Linked DNA regions of Mus musculus: region 2 is linked to region 1. Evidence: chromatin contacts called from public Hi-C data. All regions are on one chromosome and are shown on one strand. The core of a region is the stretch at or near the end of the contact, and the rest is flanking DNA. Distances in the headings are between cores, read along the strand shown. Region 1 overlaps Trpc4ap (transient receptor potential cation channel, subfamily C, member 4 associated protein). Region 2 overlaps Uqcc1 (ubiquinol-cytochrome c reductase complex assembly factor 1).

Region 1 (2,700 bases), core at 167-2,666:
GAGGAAACTTTCCACAGCCCGGGCTTGCCAAAACCTGCAACCCAAGTGTTGATCCTGGACCAGGAGGCTTTGGCTGCCCTCCCCTGGTGCAGGCTAAATGCCCCCAGAGGCAGAGTGGTTTGCAGCCCAGTGTCTAATATTTACTTAACATTTCCCAGTCTGTGCCCCAGTCCTAGGTCTTGAGGACAGATCAATAAGCAAGAGGATCGCCATTCTCATGTATGGTGCTCACAGCTCGGCAGGGGCCAGTCTTTCATTGTGGGCTGGACCAAAACGTGTTTCTATGGTATATGGGCATACACAGTGGCATCTGGGCTCAAAGAGTGGCCTCTAGTAAGTTCCATGTAAAACCACTCTAGGCTTTCCACTCTCAGAATACTGGAAAGACATAGACCAGGGATGTGTGGCCAGCAGAAGGGTTTGTGTGGCGACATCACTGACTTCATATGCATTGAGCTGGTCTAGATAGGAGCCAACAGATACTGAGTGGCCCAAAGACTCAGCTGGGATACCTGAGGGAGGGTCTGAATAGGTGAACCCTGTAGGGACAGAGCCCTGTACCCAGGCCTGGTGGAATCCTCTTGTCTACAACCTTTCCAAGCCCCCCCCCCCCCCCCGGGCGGTCCCTGGCTCTATTTTCTCCCATACTGCACTGAAGCAGGTTTCTTTCCTTTCATGCTTCCTTCCCATGATCCCTGGAAGTCACACAGGCATAGCCTGGATCCATTTGTGCTCTACCTCTCTAGTGACAGCCTGATGATCACCTACCTCCTAAAATACCCTGCTGGCATGTGACAAGGACACACGCACTTACCAGCTGAATCCCATAGTGCCAGCGGCTGGTGAGGCCGCCTCCCCAACCTTAAGGAGTAGGTACTGGAGACTAACCCATTGGGAACCCCCTGGCTCCTAGACCCCTCCCAAGCACAGCTCTCCTTACTCACCTGAATGAAGACTCCGCTGGCTCCTTCTTCATGACCTGCAGCAGCCGAGTTAGTAGGCCCCTCTTGCCGTCACACACCAGACTCCTGAAATCAAAGGGACAGACAGCACTGGTGACAGAACTGAATGGCTAAGAGGGGCCACTGAGCTCGTCCTGTGTCGCTGTGGATGGAGGAAAGAACAGGCAATGTCTGAGTCTGCAAGGATGCTTTCTTGCTCCACCGTGTGCCAGGACCTCAGAGACTGCAGCCGTCAGCTCAATGGCCAGGTGCATTTCTCCTGCGCCTTAGGCCGCTTTTCCCTCCTCAGACCCACTGGCCAGAGGCAGAGGCACACCCATGGCCAGATGGGGCTCCAAACTGCCAGAAGGCGGCCATTTACATCACAAATGGGTTTAATTCAGGCCACAGCAGAGTATGCCAGATGGAATAAAAAGTCTGTGCCAATTGGGCAGTGCCCAGAGTTCTTTATCCTGCCCAGGGTCAGTTCCAGCTCAGCTGTGGGCTTCCAGGCCTCAGCTTCCCGTCTATGAGGCAAAGGCAGCAGTAGGTAAGAAAATGATTAGGCCTGTCACAGTGGCAGGTGTCTGGGCCCTTAAACTCTCTCTTCACACGGCAGCTCCATTTCCAGCCCCTGCAGACGCCGGGGCACCGATGGATCCATCTTCTCAGGAAGAAGTTGGGGATTTCTGACTGTAGCTGCTAGATTAGGGCCACACTTCACAAGCCCCCATGAGCCAGACATGGCACTGTGTTGATCCCAAAGAGGAGGTAGACATAGGGCAGAGGGTGAAGGGTTAGCTTCTTCTTGTCCTGCTTGGCACAGCTGCCACTGGGCAAGAAATGAGGATACCAGTAAAGGGGCCATGATTTGCATGGGATAAGGTGGAAGGACAGAGTATAGCTGACCTTTGCTGTCATATACATGTAAAGAGGAAGATGACGATGGCACTTCCTTCTGAGGCTGCTGTGATCCTCAGTTAGGAAATGCAGGAGATGTGAGGATCTAGCTCACAAAGCCAGTGGGGTGGTAGCTACGTGTGAGGAAGCACAAGTACGCAGCCCCGCGTGTGCCCTGCTGGGAGCCCTGTATCCACAGCGGTCCCCACAAAGATCACCTGTCAGTGTTGAGGACAGCCTCCACCTCAGGGATGTTGGCTTTCAGCGAGATGGCACTGAGCTCATTTAGCTCCTGGTTGTTGAGCAGCAAGTACTTGTTCCTGAAACAGACGGGTGCAAAGGGTAAAGGGCGGGGCTGGAGCTGCTGAGCAGCTCTGCAGCGGGCACAAAGTCTGCTCTGCCCACTCCTGTCGGGAGGAGCACTGAGAGTCCCCCAGCACTTCTACACGTGCTTGTCATTCCTAACAAGCCCGTCCTCGGCACCTCCAGGTCTCCATGTTGCACACTGAACACTTCTCTATGACTTCTCAGAGTCACCTGCACTTCAGCACATCTGATCCTGTCTGCCATCTTAGTCCTGAGCCTAGCCCTGCTGCAGCATTCTCAGTGGCCAGAGTCACAACGCAGAGGCCTGACCAACTGTGACACAATCGCTCCTCTTCCTTCCGTCCAGGCTTGTCATTACGGTCTGTGCAGCACAGAAGCACTTGCTCAGCTGCTTCTCACAGGAAGGGAACCCTCCCTCAGCTCCTTGAGTGATTTCTAAAACAGGACTGGGACCATGTCATTATTGAAAATGCTTACCCAATTCTCACACCCTGTTGTGTGAACCCCTAGGGAGTGATCATGTCTTTGAGGC
Region 2 (2,700 bases), core at 29-2,528, 250 kb after region 1:
TACACAGGTGATGATATATACAGATGTGCACAGCTCCTCCCTACCCTATACCTAATTTTAAAAAAAAATCTAAAATCTAAATGAAAACAGCACACTGGAAGGGATTGATGCTTACGCTGACACGGGCTTACCTGTAAAACAAAAGCCACTCCTAGAAAGGAAGAAACCAAATTTTACTAAAGATAAAGATATAGCCTGGCATAATGTTGCAAGCCTGTGACTCCAGCACTGGCTGAGGCGAGGACACCATGAATTTGAGGGCAGCCCAGGATACACAGGGGAGACCCTGCCTCAGAAAGCACAAACGTAGATGAATCGCCCCTCGCCACCAGAAGATTGACAGAACAGATTAAAGCAACCAAGTGAGGCCCAAAGAGAAAGTAAAATTAATGAAACAAATTCAAAATGTCTCATCTAATGACTAGATGACCTAGGGTCTAAGACAAAGCTAACACAGGCCACACCCTCACTGTATGAGAAGAGTCAGTGCGAGCCAATTTGGAGAATACTGAAAATTACGTTTACACAAAACCAAACAGCTCAATACAATACGTAATTGGATTAATAATTAATCCTTAGACTAAGCACTCATGTTAACTGGTATTTTGTTTGTTTTTCCTTATTCTTTCTTTTAGAGGGGGTTGTGCGGCTCAGGCCCGTCTTGAACGCCTTGATCCTGCTGCTTCTGCTTCCAAAGAGCTGGGATTACAGCCCTGTACCACCACACCCTGGTCCTAGGTTAAATGTTGAAAAGGGCTCTTTGGGGGAGGGAAGGCTTACAGACTCAAACAAAAATGACCCTTACGAATGCAAAAATAAACATTAAAAAGAAAGTAACAATAAAATTCATGTATTAATTAATCACATGTTTAGCAAGTCTTCGTGAGCACCTACTCCAAATGCAGGCTGATCTGGGAGCTAGGCTGATCTGGGAGCTAGGCTGTGAGCTGGGCTGCGAGCTGCGCTGCTCTACAGCAAGCCGACACGCTCCTCCCACAGTTGCTGATGCTCTTAAACCTGCAATTTATTATTGAGGTTATAAGCCTCAGCACTATCCCTGTCTCTCAGTGATTCCAGGGCCTCATAAATAATCCTGATCTCTTTTACATATAAGGAAGGCGAAGAACCCAACTAGCAAAGTAAAGAAAAACAGGAGAGTTCAAGCCTTCCTCTGACGGCTCCCCAGTCTCTGTAGAAGGCCAGCCCAGAGACAGGCTCTACAGTAGAAGACCCGATGCATCGGTACCCGTCACCTGCCTCTATTTACACAACTGTTTATCCAGTCCAGCTCTCTGCCTTTCATGTGCTTACGTAACTTAAGGTCACACAGCGGAGAAGAGAGGAGCTGACACCAGCTGAGCTTTCCCCAGGCCAGTGTCTCTCACATCTCACACTATTCCTTCAATTCAGTGAGGCCCAGCTCAGCAGCCTCTTCCTGCGAGAGAGCGTCCCTGTCTGCAGTCAAAAGAGCAAGAGCCTCCTCTCTCTTCGAGCCAAGAAGAGCGGCCATGGCTCTTCCCAGCATCAGCCGAGAGGGTAGAATCCTGTGACTTAAGGCTGATCTCCTGCCACATCTTGGCAGCTCTGAACATCCTGTCTCACACAACCATGTTTGGAATTTGGCCTGGTTCGACCAAGTCTACTGTTGAGAGGATGTGATTCTGAACTCCATAACCAGTGGGCATGCGCACAGGTCTGCCACACTGACAGCTATAAACGAATCTCAAGTGGGATTTTTTTAGAGCTTGTTTGCCTTACTATGCCATCCACTGAGGCCACGAGAGAGATGCCAACGTGGCCACTCAGCCCCTTTGTTTGCTAAGGAGTGGTTTATATATTGGTGAGCTGGCACACTGACCCTTTCCTGGGGCTATGTGCATGGTTATCTATATCTAGTCTCCTAAACTTCGTCTCTAAGCTTTCTAGGGGGAGCACGGTAGCCACCAGATTCATCTGTGGCAAAAGAAAGCAAATCAAAATGCTTCCTGAAAGCACCTCACCTGACGTGAACTACCATAAGCTACATATGGCTCGAAACCAGATCCTTAAGATCAAGGTCTTGGCTGGCAAGTACCAGGGCACTGAAGGTCAAGTGTGCTGATGAAACGCTTGTGCGTGGGTCTTTGGTTTAAACAAAAAGGAACTCAACAACCTATGTGTGTAGATGTGTGAGCGCAGCCTCTGGCTGGGGGAAGGAGAAAGGAGCTGTACACAGCTCCAGGGCACACCATATATAGCAGGTCTGAAGCTGCTGGAGTCAGCAGGAGCCCAGATGCCCACAGCTACATCAAAACTGCAAGGGCGCTTTTAAAGCGGCCCTGGCAGATGCTGCCAACGCTTGCCAGGCCAGTTCCCTAGCTGGACTGGGATGTGGATGGTATGTTTTCCAAACCCTTTCTAGTCCATACCTTACTTCCTTTTCTTCTTTATAAGAGTCTTACCTGGCTCCCCTAATGTTCACTCTCCATCTTGCTTTGGCACTTAAAACATCTTTACAAGTTACTTCTGACTCTCCTAACAGTTCAGGCCCATCCTCTGGCTCTGGGCCCCTGAAATCAAGGATTGCAGTTCCTAAGCACCTACTGTCTCCAGGGCTTTCTGGGACACAGTGAATGCCAAGAAAAGCAGCGTTCACTGTAGAGCTAGTCGTGGAAAAGTCATTTCTGTCATTATTTGTATTCAGAAAAAGAGACCCCTGTC

The links. Hi-C and Micro-C count contacts between places; a contact is called where the count stands out from the background.
Region 2: a contact with region 1 is called in a Hi-C map of liver, with 2.2 times the contacts expected there. The contact joins two enhancer-like sites. A contact is called at or near these places in 3 of 39 promoter capture datasets (cranial neural crest, liver and pre-B cells) and 3 of 484 Hi-C or Micro-C datasets (LSK cells, embryonic retina and liver).

Annotation. Positions count from the first base shown.
Region 1 is chr2:155,639,530-155,642,229 of GRCm38.p6, forward strand. It overlaps Trpc4ap (transient receptor potential cation channel, subfamily C, member 4 associated protein), which reads right to left. Exons shown (of 19, transcript NM_001163452.1): 12 at 2,060-2,161; 13 at 945-1,028; 14 at 1-34. Among named protein-coding and RNA genes, the nearest start is that of Gm22334, 12 kb to the right of the region's middle. Within about 2 kb of position 1,417, at least 54 of the 459 cell types and tissues checked have an H3K27ac peak or open chromatin away from gene starts, as enhancers often do. A contact at or near this core is called in liver, where this site is marked.
Region 2 is chr2:155,893,918-155,896,617 of GRCm38.p6, forward strand. The region is part of intron 6 of Uqcc1 (ubiquinol-cytochrome c reductase complex assembly factor 1); the gene reads right to left. Among named protein-coding and RNA genes, the nearest start is that of Uqcc1, 35 kb to the right of the region's middle. Within about 2 kb of position 1,279, at least 39 of the 459 cell types and tissues checked have an H3K27ac peak or open chromatin away from gene starts, as enhancers often do. A contact at or near this core is called in liver, where this site is marked.